2 separate regions of the Capra hircus genome follow, and region 2 is linked to region 1. A link is a contact called in public Hi-C data. All regions are on one chromosome and are shown on one strand. The core of a region is the stretch at or near the end of the contact, and the rest is flanking DNA. Distances in the headings are between cores, read along the strand shown. Region 1 holds the start of C27H8orf4 (protein C8orf4 homolog). Region 2 has its middle 74 kb from the start of IDO2.

Region 1 (7,681 bases), core at 783-3,282:
AATTAATATTTTAAAAGACTTAACTACTTAATTTCTTTTTAAAAAGTGTGCTATTTAAAAACCTGACATACAACTGTCCCCAAAGATTTCAGATTGTTCACTTTTGTTTTACTATGATCAGCAGTTTCAAAAACCTTTTAAGGTGTTCTTTTGAAACACTTAGTTCCTAGGGAATTTTTAAATTTCTTTCTGCTAGGAAAGCTCAGCAGGCATTACTATATGCCTTCTTAGAAATATTTTATTATAATCCTATGAGGAAATAAGCAAAGAGACTATAGTGTTATTCCCATGTTGGTTTGTAATAAATAAACATTGATAAGCCACAAAATCTTGACCATAATTCAGATTCTGACCCTCAAGTATATTGATTGGGGTGAAAGAAATGTACACAACTCTATAGCCACAGAGGAAAAATTTCAAAAATATGGAGAGAAAAGCTTTTTACAACTTACCTCCTATGGTACATAAACAGCAATATTGATGAGCCCATCTATGCATTTCTATGTCTGTATTTTATAGTTTAAAGTTGGGACAGAGAAACTTCCTAGATATGTGAGGCAAGAATTTTCTTTGTAAAATATAGCAAGCAATATAAAAGCACCTCTTACTCTTAGAGGAAAATCATTAGGAAAGTTCATAAAACTTTATAATAAAAATCACCATCTTATTTTTCCTTTGAGATCAATCACCAACACCAAGAGCAGCTAAGTTTATATTAATTTATTAAGGTTGCATATAATTTGTCATGAATAATAAATTATAGAAAACATAGCATCTTTATAAACTATTAAGTGTCTCATATTCACTTCCTAATGCTTACTGCAGTAACTGTAAGAAATTTAGATTGTGTTTCAGCATTAGTCAGAAGATTAAAAAACACTATAAAATTTGTTCACAGTACTTCGGAACTATAAAGGACCCCATTATTTTAACTTTTGGGTAACCAGTTTGAAACGCATTAAAAACTCCTTACAGACCAGAAGGTGGCGTATGGTTTCACCAAGATGCTGAAAATAACTGCAGTTCCTTGAATTTGTTCTTAGATCATATGGTGCACTTTTTAAGGCATTGTCACAAATGCAAATAAATAATCAATTACTGATCTTTAAAAAGAAAAAAAATATCTACCAATAGACAACATTGAATCTTGGCAACACTTGGAACATTCAAATAAAAAACTCAGTAAACGATTGCAGCATGGAATTCTCTCTCTTAATTCCCCTCTCCGTCCTCCCTCCTCCCTGCTCAGTTTGTTTAAGGGAAAACAAAATTCAGGTTGAATTTCAGTCCTAGGGCCTGACCAGGAGACCCTGGCTGCCAGTCTTTCTCAGCCATCTGTCTTCTTCCCATTATGTCCGTTCAGACTCTCCTCCTGGCATCAGTGCCAGTCTTTCTCCTGCAGGGAGAGTTTTCCAATCCTTGCCGAAAGCACTTCTCCACTGGAACAGCACAGGGATGAAATTGGTTGGAGTCCTTGTCACCAGTTCATTCTGTTCCTCTCCTGCCCCGAGTCCCGGAGTCCTGACGGAAGAGAAACTTACAGGGCAACAGCAAGATGCTGTGCGTGTCAGGGTCCTACAGACTCACTTGGTCTTTAAATGTCCATTCTTGGATGATGTCCTTATCCACCCTCTGGTCCTCAGTGAACTTTGATGGAATATTTCCGCAGTTTCAGAAACTGGAAAAGCTTGTCTTTCGTTCTCTTCTTCAGAGCCATCAGGGCTCGCGTCTTCTCCTCTAGGTCTTGATCTATGGCAAAAATGATCTTAGCTCGCTCCTCCGCTTTCTTGTCCCCGGAGTTTTTGAAGAGCCTCTGTAATGCTTCTTGGTCTATGTTTTCGAAGATGTTGCCCACAGCTTTCTTACGTGAAGCTGTGTCGAAGTGGTAGCCGTGGATGGACGGGCTGACTCGCAGCGAGGTGGACATGCTGAAGGCTGGGTGGCTTGGCTTGGCTTTCATGGATGGGGGATTCTTCGGGAATTCAGCTCCCAGGCTCTCCAGAGAGTCTGTAGCAAAATCATTCCGGGACTGCTATTTAAAGTGTGAACAAAAGCTCCAGGCTCAGATTACACTGGTGACATCAGAGTGATCTCAAGGAAGCATAATCGCAGACCAGTTTAACAGTTGAGTTGCCAATGTCCTTCCTGTTCTTATGTTCAGTGTTACTGAAAGCTGTGTTCAACGAAGGGGCAGAAATAAAGAGAGGGATTCTTTTTAACACATCTGTGGCAATAGAATTACAGGTTTGGGCTCCTCTGTAGGAAAAAGGAAAAAAAAAGAGCTTAAACCAGAACAGCGCAAAGCGAAGAAATACACATGGTGAAATCTTTTAGCTTCTGAAAATCTTCCCAAACAACCAAAACAAAAGCTTCTGCCAGTCACCGAAAAGTTTTAATTCCCAGAGAAGTTATAAAAGTATAGTCTAAACATTTGGCAACCCACATCAGCGCCCTCTGGACTTCCCTAGGCAGGGCAACCCCAGAGCTATTGAGAGAAAGCTTAACAATCAAAGACGTTGATTTGGAGTCTGACGGTGGACTGGGGCTCAGACACTACAGAATGCTGACGTGACACAGCCTGAGTCAGTGACCATTCAGAGACTGCGTTTAAGAGCTAATCTGCAATTACTGGATCAAGCTGTAATTTAATAAAAATAATGACAATGGGCAATTTCTCCTTAGGCTTGTGTATATATCAACTGCAAGGTCAAAAAAGCCAGGAGGAAGAGTTAAAAGGCGCTTTATGTACACAGCACTCAAAAGGGATGAATCGACTTTTTTCATATTTATTTTGGCATCAGTCAGACACAGTCAAAACAAGTTTTAAAATCTGTGCTTTCCACATTCCACCACATTCAGCCAGCCACTGTCCCCAGTGATGTATGGAACACTAACAGTCTGCCCAGAGTTCAGTGTCAGATTCAAAGTGCCCCAGAGACTCTTCTTCAGAGACCTTCTGCCAGGTCCTAGCATTCTCAAATACAGAGGTGGCCTTCATTTTTCTCCCATCTAGTCACCTAGAGAAATGCACATGGATTTCCCTGGTGTTCCTGTGGTTAAGACTCTGCTCTCCCAATGCGGTGGGTACATGTTCGATCCCTGGGTGGGGAACTAAGATCCTGTAAGCCACATAGTACAACCTTAAAAAAAAAATTCACAAAGGGAGAGCGTGTGGAGAACATACCTTCCTAGAAAACTGAGTTGGGGCACTTTTCATGTGTTCACTCATTCACTCATTCATTTAAACGATATATATTCAAGGTCGACTTTCAGCTGGGCCTCCTCCATGGCTCTGCGGTGAAGGATCCACCTGCAACGCAGGAATGGCAGGAACTGCAAGTTCAGTCCCCACATCAGGAAGATCCCCCTGGAGGAGGGCATGGCTACCCACTCCAGTATTCTTGCCTGGAGAGTCCCATGGACAGAAGAACCTGGCAGATTTCAGTTGGACACGACTGAAGCAACTTAGCGCACTTGACTGCTAGCTAGAACCTTTCGAGACTTTGGAAATATAACAGGGAATCACACTAGATCAAGTGAAAAACAAAACTTCCCTAAGTTACCTTCATGGGGTTTGCGTTCTTCTGGGAAACAGACAATAGGAAAGTGTGCATTTGTAGTCTAGATGACATCAGAAGGTGATGCGTAAAGCAGGTTGTACAGGAGAGGTGGGGGAGGGTTGGAATTTGGTTAGGAAGTCAGGGGAAGTTTCTCAGTGTGACCTTGTGCAAAAACCTGAGGGAGTAGGCTGTGCAGACACCTGGAGGAAGGGTGTTATAGGCAGAGGAACACCAAGTGGCGAGGCCTGAAGATAAGAGTAGGAGGAAATGAAGAAAGACAGCCAGGAAGTCAGTGTGGCTGGGGCAGAACTAACAGAGAAGAGTGAGAAGGTGACTTGGGGTGAGAAGGCAGGGGGAGGAGGGCGGGGCAGGCAGAGTACACCCCCACAGGCTTTCTCACCAAATTTCCTTGTTACTTTGTAAAACATCGGTGGTGGTGGTTGAGTCGCTGTCGTGTCTGACTCTTTGCCACCCCATGAACTGTAGCCCGCTAGGCTCCTGTGTCCATAGAATTCTCCAGGCAAGAATACTGGAGTCGGTCACCGTTTCCTTCTCCAGGGGATCTTCCCCACCCAGGAGCTGAACCTGAGTCTCCTGAGTTGCAGGTGGATTCTTTCAACTGAGCTTCCTTGAGAGATATTTCTAGGCCAGCTGTATTCAGCTCCCCAACCATGGAAGCTGATGCTTGTTCTGGGTTTTCCAAAGAAGAAGCATACGTTCTGCTGCCCATGACTAGGGATTCAGTGGCATGTATCTAGCACATCTCTGTGGCAGCTTCACTAATATAAACGTGGACACAACCTAAATGTCCATTGACAGATGAACTGATAGAGAAGTTTATATATGTAAATACAATGAAATACTACTCAATGACAAAAAAGAATGAAATAATGTCATTTACAATAACATGGATGGACCTCAAGATTATAGTAACTGAAACAGTTCAGACAGAGAAAGACACAGCATATGATATTATTCATATGTAGAATCTGATTTTTTAGTGATCTAAATGAACTTATTTACAAAACAGAAACAGAGTCACAGATTTCAAAAACAAACTTATGGTGACCAAAGGGGAAAATAAGGGGGGAGGGGTACATTAGAAGTTAGTCATAGACACACTACTATATATAAAATAGACAACCAATAAGGACCTGCTATAGAGTACTATTGGAGAAGGAAATGGCAACCCACTCCGGTGTTCTTGCCTGGAGAATCCTGGGGATGGGAGAGCCTGGTGGACTTCCGTCTATGGGGTTGCACAGAGTCGGACACGACTGAAGCGACTTAGCAGCAGCAGCAGCAGCAGCAGCATATAGTACTATTCAATATTCTGTAATAATCTATGCAAGAAAATAATGTTAAAAAGAATGGATATATGTATATGTACCACTGAATCCCTTTGTTATACGCTTGAAACTAACCAAACATTGTAAATCAATTACATTTCATTAAAAAAATAAAAATAGTTATTATTACAGCAATAGTAATTTTACTGAATTTTTATTTTGTGGCATGCAGAGCACCAAGAAATTGACATTACCCATGTTAACTGTCATCGCTCAAGGCTTCATAAACCTTTTCATGCTCTGCCCTTTGTTGAAGTGACTCATGTAGGCTTGTGCTGTTTATCCTCTTTTTATTAATTAATCACAAATTTTGATTCCCACCATGCCACTGTCCTCTGAAGTATAGACTCATTTACTCAGTTAGTTAAGTGCATAATTACTTCATGGCAAATAGATGGAGGAAAAGTGGAAACAGTGGCAGATTTTCTTTTGGGGGGCTCTAAAGTCTCTGTGGACAATGACTGCAGCCATGCAATTAAAAGACACTTGCTGCTTGGGAGGAAAGCTATGACAAACGTAGACAACTTATTAAGAAGCAGAGACATTACTTTGCTGACAAAGTTCTGCATAATCCAAGCTATTGTTTTTCCAGAAGTCATATACGGATGTGAGAGTTAGACCATAGGGAAGGCTGAGCACCAAAGAACTGATGCCTTCGAACTATCGTGCTGGAGAAGACTCTTGAGAGTCCCTAGGATTGAAAGGAGATCAATCCAACTAATCCTAAAAGAAATCAACCCTGAATTCGTTGGAAGGACTGATGTCGAAGCTCCAATATTTTGGCCACCTGATGCAAAAAGGTGACTCACTGGAAAAGACCCTGATGCTGAGAAAGATTGAGGGCAAGAGGAGAAGGAGATGAGAGAGGATGAGATGGTTGGATGGCATCATTAACTCAAGAGATATGAGTTTGAGCAAACTCTGGGAGATGGTGAAGGACAGAGAAGCGTGACATGCTGTAGTCCATGGGGTTGCAAAGAGCTGGAAATGACTGAGGGCCCGAACAACAAAAACAGCCAAGAGCAGGGATCAGATCCACCCATCTCTTTGATGTGCTTGAAGCTCCTGGGTCACTTAATGTGTTTCCATAGTAGTGTTAAATAACAATATGTGTGACTCTATTTAATTTTCACACCAGCCTTGTGGGGTAGGAAATATTGAAATCCTCTTGGGACCAGTAAAACAAGTGAGGCAATGGTACTTTGCTCCCTGCTGTAGGCTGAATATCCTACTCTCCCCGCAAAAGAGTCCATGTTCTAAACCCTAGAACCTACAAGTACAGGCTAAAAGCAACTTTATATTGAAAAAGGGATTTAAATGGCAAAAGGAAGTTTGTCATTGTAGGTAGATTAAAGATCTCCAGATGTGGAGGTTATCTTGATTATTATGTGGTTAGTAAAAGTCCTTATAAGAGGGAGGAAAGAAGTCAGAGGGCAGAGATGTGAGAGACTCTGAGGATGGAGGGATGGGGCCATGAGCCAAGGAAGACTGGCAGCGCCTAGAAACTGGAAAAGTCAAAGAGACAGGTTCTTCTGTAGATTCTGAGGAAGAAGCACATCACCATAGACCCATTTTAGACTTGGGGTCTCTTGAACTGTAAGATAGTAAGTCTATTGTTTTAAGCCACTAAATTTGTGGCAGTTTGGTACAGTGGCCAAAGGAAACGAATTCACTCTGCAGACCCCTCAGCCGTGACGAGACAGCTTGAACCCAGGGCTATCTGACTCCACAGCCCATGATGTTAAACTCTCTACTGGAATTGGTATCAGATCAACTGCAAGCTCTCTCTTCAAAAAAAAAAAAAAAAAAAAAAACCCTGAGTAATGTTCCCACATGACACTGAGCAGGTCTCCTTGAGGATTGCCTAAGAGCATTCAGATGAATCTGAGAGATTAAGGCGCTTCAGAATTGTTTAGAGACCAGACCATCCACAGGGAAACAAGGTCAGTTTCTGTTTCCCAGAAGCATGCCACAAGCCTTTACACTGTGATTTGCTGATGCTCTTTGTCGAAGGTAACTCCATATGTGCTTGGAAAGACTTTTTCTGCTGTCGCTCTGTTCTTTCCCATCTTTGCATAAATATTTGCAGTGGATGATGTAGACCACAGACTGAAAAATGATTGGCAGTGATCCACGAGTTGCATGTGGATGGGATGGTACCATATAGGTAGGTGCCTTCCAGAATTTCTGCTTCCCATAGTCAAGACATGACATAAGGAGGGCTGTTTAAAAGAAGCAGGTTCTAGGCTAATGTATGTTCTTCCAAGCTGACTGACTGAAGCTTTCCAGTATTTTTTTTTTTTTCCATCGCACAAAGGGATCTGTTTGCCAGTGAACACTATCCTTGGTTAGTTTTGTATATAATGAAAAGATTTGGGCAAACAAAGGGAAAGAAGAAAATCTATTAAGTGACATGTGATGTGAGTTCAAGTCCTGGTTTGGGAAGATCCTCTAGAGATGGAAATGGCAACCCATTCCAGTATTCTTGCCTGGGAAATCGCATGGATGTAGGAGCCTGGTAAGATACAGTCCACGGGGTCACAAAAGCATCATACGTGACTTAGCAACTAAACCAGCACTGCCTACCTCGTTTTCTTCATATATCTGAATTATTCTTCATAACAAAGCTGGAAGTACTTGTTACTGACCTCCATTTTCACCACACACAAAGAATTGGGCTAAACAATCTGTCCAAAGTAAATGGTACAGACGGAATTCATTTCCAGATTTTTTTTTCTTATCCTCAAAATCTCTTCGGGGGAAGGTTTTCCT
Region 2 (6,731 bases), core at 2,603-5,102, 120 kb after region 1:
TTTGCAAGTATGGACTCCACCACTAACGTCTTCCTATGGCAAGAATTCCACAGGAGTCACTTACAGGTGAGGATGCAGTGGCTCTAAATGAAGGTGCAGGAGGCAATAAGGACAGAACTGTTTATCAGTGATGACATCTGTCTGCCCTTCTAGGTGAAGCCCCAACTCACGTCCTTCTAAGCCCAAGGCAGTGCTTGGCCTTTCCTGTCTGTAGTATTTATGCGCTCTTTCTTTTCAATCTTAAGTTCTGTTACCGATCTTCCTTTCACAATTTGCCAGCATTTAAGCTTCCCCAAGGTAAAGATTCCAGATAACACTGGTCACTGAGGCAGGAGGAATAATTCTCCTCCAACTTTTAAAACAACAGGGACCAGTGTTTTCTTTTTAATAAGGAAAGCTCTAAAACACAGGAATGCAAGTTATCCGCAGCTCTACCACCCAAAATATCCTTATTAACATTTACAAATAAAATGGGATTTGCTTTTAGACACAGACAGATATATCAGGATGGATTACTGTGATTCTGTTTGGAGGAACAGTGATAACCTCTTCCTGGGTGATAACTCTTTCCTGGGTGATAACCTCCCAACGTTCCTCAGTCCTACCACAAAGAAAGAGATAATTATATTTCCTTTGTTCACCAGAATACTTTTATTAATACTCTGTCATTTATGCAGAAAAGTTCGACATTTCTCCCAAGGAAGCAATCAGTAATTCCCCAGCAGCCCAGCGGTTAGGGCTCTCCACTTTCACTGCTGAGGCCCCCATGTTCAATCCCTGGTAAAGGAACTAAGATCCTGCAAGCCAAGTGATGCAGCCAAATAAAATTTAATTAAATTTAAAGAAAATGAGCAGGAATCACAACACTAGAGAGATAATTCTGGAAAACAGAAAAAACATTTGACCTGGGAGATGATTGGGAAGCTACATATTGCTGAGGCGGATGCTATCTTGCAGGTCGCTGTTGCCCTCTAGTGGTGAAAGAGCAGACTTGCAAGCAAAGGTAAAACAGGGAAAAGAAATGTTCTGCAGTACAACTTTTCTTTTTATGATGTGCTATTTAATGTTTTGTGTATCATGAAAACTCATGAATCTGCTCAAATTATGACCCCTACTCTCCAGAAAAAAGATATGTCTTCTTATGCAAATTCTGAAAATAATTTTAGGAGATTCACTGATGCTCAGTCACTCAATCATGAACTCTAAGTTACAGCCTCATGATATTCTTGATTAGGATAATGAAAAAAAAATTACACGTGAAGAAATAAAGAAAACAAAACAAAAAAAAACAGCAAAAAGAAAAAAAACCAACAAAACAAAACACCAACAACTTCAGGTCTGAAGCAATCCCTACCCCTGATTCTGCCAGGGCCTTTCCTTGTAAATGAACATCCACTTGCCATGTCTACACATATTTAAAAGCAATAAATCAAGAGAGAAAATTATTAAATATAAAGGTGTTGCATCATCACACCTAAAAAGAGAAAACTTTTGTAATAACCTGGAAGCCCAAGTTCCGGTTAAACATCCCAGACCCCTGAGAATCCTGTATGAAAGCTGGAGGCCTGGAGACTGTGGGATTCAGGCATAGCTCCCAATTCCCAGGTCTGCTCTGTTGATGCCCTCCTGCCCACAGCACCCCAGTCTCCTGGCAGAGCACCAGCCACGTCCTGGCTCTGTAACAAGGAGCCCCTGCTCCCCACACACTTGCTGTGGGCCCAGGGAATGAACAGCACTGGCTCAGGAGCAACTCCAGGAGACAGGGCTGTGCAGCTTTCAGAAGCCATCTTGGGACCATTTATGAAGGATTCTGGGCTCCGAGCACCCAGAGCGAGATCTAGAAGGTGGTGGTGGTGAGGTGGTGTGAGCTCTTGCGGGGTTAGTTAGGGTGGCCCGACTGGGTTGCTGCATTCTGTCTTGCTTCCAGCAAAGGACAAGTTCCATGTCTTGGGAAACCCTTCATTAGGACATAAAAGATATCACTTTTCAATCTTATGTTCATAGATTACTGGAAAAGTGCAAAATCCTCATGACAGACCCCCAAACAGGAGCCAAAAGTAATAGTGTTTTCAATGTCAAATGGATATGATACAGGATTTCCCGAGTGGTCTACTTGTTAAGACTCTGCCTTCCAATGCAAGGGGCGTGGGTTGGATCCCTGACTGCGGTACCAAGATTACATGTACCTCGTGGTGTGGCCACCCTTTAAAAAAAAAAATAGATCTAATGTAGATTACCTCTCTCCCATAGTCATGGCTACTGACCACCGATGTTGGCAGCTGTGGTTGGTGGTCCCCCGCTGATGCTCACCCCAAAGACTGCCTTTCACTCCCAAGTTCACAATCTCCCCAACTTTCCCTACGGGTTGACTATGGTGCTTTCTTTGTATGGAGATAGTGCGAGTTTGATTTTTCGCTTTGTGACTATTGCGATCATGTCCGACCCCTTTTGAAAAGTTCAGATAATTAAATTGAAGGCAAGTATATGGTGTTGGTTTACTCAGTCCTGTTCTTAACCAGTACTGATGCCAGGGTTAACTAGTCAATTGTTTTATTTAAATAATAGCATTTGTGTAGCAGAAAAGTAAAGCCAAATATAAAAATATAATTTCAAGTAGAGATTTATGTTTTAATATTTCAGTGATATATTAATAACACTATGTGGATAATTACTATTTATTTTCATTATTAGTTTTATCACTGTTGTTATTTCGTCTGATGAAACACCATAAATCAAACACTATAAATCATGGCAGGGAATGGAATCTAGCTTTCTGAATGACTGCCAATGGCTGGAAGTTAGTTTGAATTTGGCCCCATAGGAAACAGGAGCTAACAGAAAACCAGGAGGAAAAAATGTATCCTCCTCTCTCTAGTTCATGGAGAGAGGGCTGTGCAGGTTTCAGAGGCCATCTTGGGGCCATTTATGCAAGAATTCTGGGCCCCAAGTACCCAGGGCATGATCTAGAAGGTGGCTGTAGAGTAGATGGTTGCAGGTTCTTGGGGTGCAACTAGGGTGACCCGAATGGGTTGTCCATTTGGTTCTCTAGATATTTGGTTACCCCGAAGGCCACTCATGCTTGTTCCAGTTCTCCTTTCCTTGTGAGGTGAGAGGTGGCCTGTGAAGGGTCAAAGTGAAGTCGCATGTTATACTGAAAATGCTTCCCCAAAAGATGCAGCCCAATCTCCAACTGATACCTTCAGGAAGAAGAAGAAGAAGAAGAAGAAAACCTAGTTATAGACAATGAAAGGAAAATACATAATCAAGTTTGATTTGGAATCTATATACAGCTACAGAACCATGTGAACCAACAGATTTGTGAGTTTACAAAGGAAATGACTTTGCAAAAAAAAAAAACATTTATTTTTGACAATGCTCGTATTCAAGAACTCAGTTTTTTAATGTTGCTTGCAAACAGATGCTAAACTGCAAAAATTAACTAGCAATGGCATTTCAGAAAGCGATGATATCCGACTTCTTTATTAAGTTTACTGTTAAGTGAACAAAGAAAGAGAAAAACATTTCTTCCATTAGCAAAGCAAATAGAACATCTGTGCACAAGGAAATGAAACACACAGTTTGGTGGGTGCAATCCAGTGTCATGGAAGGAATAGTTGGTTTGTAGGTACAGAAAGTTTTCTGTCCCAAATCTTAAACTGGATAAGATCTCACAGGTTTTACGCGTGCCTTTGTTGCGGTGGTTTAGTTTTATTTTGACTTTAACCCGGTTTGGAAACTACAGAAAGTGAATCGCAGACTAATAGTGAGAAAAGAGGAACTCCGTCTCTGAGCTCCTTTGTGGCTGACGTCCTATAAACTGAGAGCGCTTTGTGTCCAGGTTTGACCTGAAGGCAGCTTGGGAATCAGGACGGTGTGAGGCTTGCCAGCCTGCATAGAGAGCAAGACACGTGAGCTCTGCCATCTCCAGGGTTTTCCTTTGCACTTTTTTTTGTCTTCTTTTAAAATCATCCAAGTTTCAAGTCCTCCTTGCACAATTGCAGCTCTTTCTTCTGTAGAAGGTGAAGAAAACTAAGTCTCGCCTGGGATAAATGCATCCTTTTGAGTAAAACCGTGACTAATCCCTCACGCTCCAATTGTGCTTAGTCGCTCAGTCCTGGCCAACTCTTCATGACCCGTTGACCGCATAGCCCGCCTGGCTCCTCTGTCCATGGGGATTCTCTAGGCAAGAATGCCAGAGTGGGTAGCCTTCCCCTTCTCTAGGGGATCTTCCCAACCCAGGGACCAAACCCAGGTCTCCTGCATTGCAGGCGGTTTCTTAACTGTCTGGGCCAGCAGGGAAGCCCAAAGGCCTTGTCTAAATAAAGACACTCATTTTTCAAAACTAAAAAATAAAATTGTCATGACAAAAATAAATAACCAACTTTTTTTTTTTTTCCCTGGGAGACAAAAGTTCCTGTAGTCTGAAAGCCTGAATCTTTAAATTCTTGGAAAAATTACTAAACTCATCCTATCTGGACAGGAGCAGAGGATAGAAAGGACCCCCTGCTTCCTTGTCAGCAAGTGTTGGGTGGTGGGGGGCCCCCAAGGGGAAGGTGAGTCTACAGGGTTTCAGAACTTAACACCTTGTTCCTCCTTCTCAGGTAGGAAGAAGGAAGAACTTCCTTGGTAAAGAAACCAATATAGGAAGGAAGACTTGTCCTACATTCTCAGCCTCAGAGCAGTGGGATTTTATTGCTATTAAGAGAGACAGTAATTCATTTGCACATGGATCCCCAGCATAATGAACTTTCAGATGTGAACGAGGTCAGCTTTTTCTGGGTGAGGCTCCTTGATTTTCCTGGTGGCATCTGCTCCTTCACTACTGCACCCCTTCCCTACCTCTCTTAGAGGATGGCTCAACTTTGTGCCCTTTTTTTTTTTTTTTAACCTCCTCTCCATCATTACGAAGGAAGATTCTTCTGCTAGTACAGAGCACGGGGAGAGTGTGTGTTAGACTCCATAACTTCTCAAGGAAGTTTGGAATAACTAATTTAATTGATCCCTTTGGCCAGATGACCAGATATTTGGTCAAACACTGTTTTATGGATGTTTCTGTGAGGGTGTTGGGGATGAAATTAACATTTAAGTCTGTGGACTTTGAGTAAAACCGATTGCCCCACCCGAGGTGAGGGTGGGTGTGTGCTAAGTTGCCTCTTTGTGACCCCATGCACTGTAACGCACTAGGCTCCTCTGTCCATGGATTCTCCAGGCAAGAATACTGGAGTGAGTTGCCGTACCCTCGTCCAGGGGGTCTCCCCGCCTCAGGGACTGAACCTGTGCCTTTTACATCCCCTGCATTGGCGGGCCGGTTCTTTACCACTGGTGCCACCTGGGAAGCCCCACCTTAGGCGGGTGGGCCTCATCTAATCAGGTGAAGGCCTGAATGGAAAGGCTCATCCTCCTCTGAGCAGGAAAGGATTCTCCAGCAGACAGCTTTCAGACTTGAACCAGAGCATTGGCTCTCCCTGGGTCTTCCTCTTGGGATAGGTATGGATGTAGATGTAGGTATAGACATAAGCATGGATACATACAGATACAGAGAGTTTCTGAGCCTACATGTCAAGCCTATACTCTTACTTTTTCTTCAAGCTTGTGCTAACATTCTCATAACATCATCATCACATCATTTCAACCATACAATAAGTCATTTTCCCCCAGTAATGTGGACACCATTTATCTCTAGAATTCTTGGGGGGAAATGTGTTCTTTTTTGTTATGGAAGCTTTGTTTTCCCTATTCTGCCGTAAATCTGAAAATGGAACTCACTTAGCCCTAGAAATCAAACCTTGAACATGAATTAGGAGTTGGTTCCTTGGCAAAGGAACACTTTGGTTTGCACTGATTTCGTCCTTGTATAGTGAAAACAAACAAAACATTCTGAAAGCTTTGAGAGGCCACACTTTGCTCAATTCCCTTCCAGCTTCCTTCAATCTACCTGGTTTTCTAGCTATTCAACATTTATTGAAAACCTGCTCAGAATCAAGCCCTGTGGTCTCTTTGTGTGGGCTTGGATCTGTGGAAAGGATTCCAGGGAAGACGAGTCTTTGTGAATCTGGTCACTCTCAGTGGAAAAACATTTTTTTCATTGATATAAGCCTAGATTTAAAACCTAGGCTGAACTGGTATTCTGTTTTAAGTTCTCAAAGCCCTTCATTACTCCCCACTCAGGCCTAATTATTTCAAGAAAATTCCAGGTTCTGTCTCACTTTCCTTGCCTGTTATGAGGCCATGTTACCTGTTTTATTTGCCAAGTGCAGGATAGAGACAGGTCCAACTTTCCTTCTAGGAAGCCACGGTTTCCTGAGACCTAGGCATGGCTCCCCCTAATTCAAGGTCACATAATAAAATACCGTAACCAACAGTTTTTCACTCACTCTCTAGTTTAGCTCCCTTCAAGTGAGTGAACTATGGCTCTGAAAGGTTAAACAATTTATTTGCCTGTCATGAAATGTGACAAACCTGGGATATGGACCCAGGTTTTTTCCTCTTTAAGTCCGTATTTTGGTCACTTTCTGCTTCCTTGGATCCTCAAACGATAAATGATGAATGGTCATTTTTATTGCCAAGCAGACTCTGTGAATCCAAGAAGCTGGAGGAAGACAGTGTTCTCTCCTGTACTGGTGTCTGTATGATGCTCTGAGCCTCACCCCACAACCAAACAAACTTTCATTAATGTTTCCTCCGTGACAAGAACTATAACATTTGTGACTTATAACCACCCTGAGACCAAT

Evidence for each region. Hi-C and Micro-C count contacts between places; a contact is called where the count stands out from the background.
Region 2: a Hi-C map of blood shows a contact between it and region 1, with 2.5 times the contacts expected there. The contact joins the enhancer-like site here to the promoter of C27H8orf4 in region 1. A contact is called at or near these places in 2 of 5 Hi-C or Micro-C datasets (both in blood).

The regions. Positions count from the first base shown.
Region 1 is chr27:10,354,319-10,361,999 of ARS1.2, forward strand. It overlaps C27H8orf4 (protein C8orf4 homolog), which reads right to left and starts at 2,033. Exons shown (of 1, transcript XM_005698882.3): 1 at 706-2,033. The coding sequence starts at 1,960. The coding sequence ends at 1,640.
Region 2 is chr27:10,471,944-10,478,674 of ARS1.2, forward strand. No RefSeq gene overlaps it. Among named protein-coding and RNA genes, the nearest start is that of IDO2, 74 kb to the right of the region's middle. Within about 2 kb of position 3,853, at least 1 of the 5 cell types and tissues checked has an H3K27ac peak or open chromatin away from gene starts, as enhancers often do.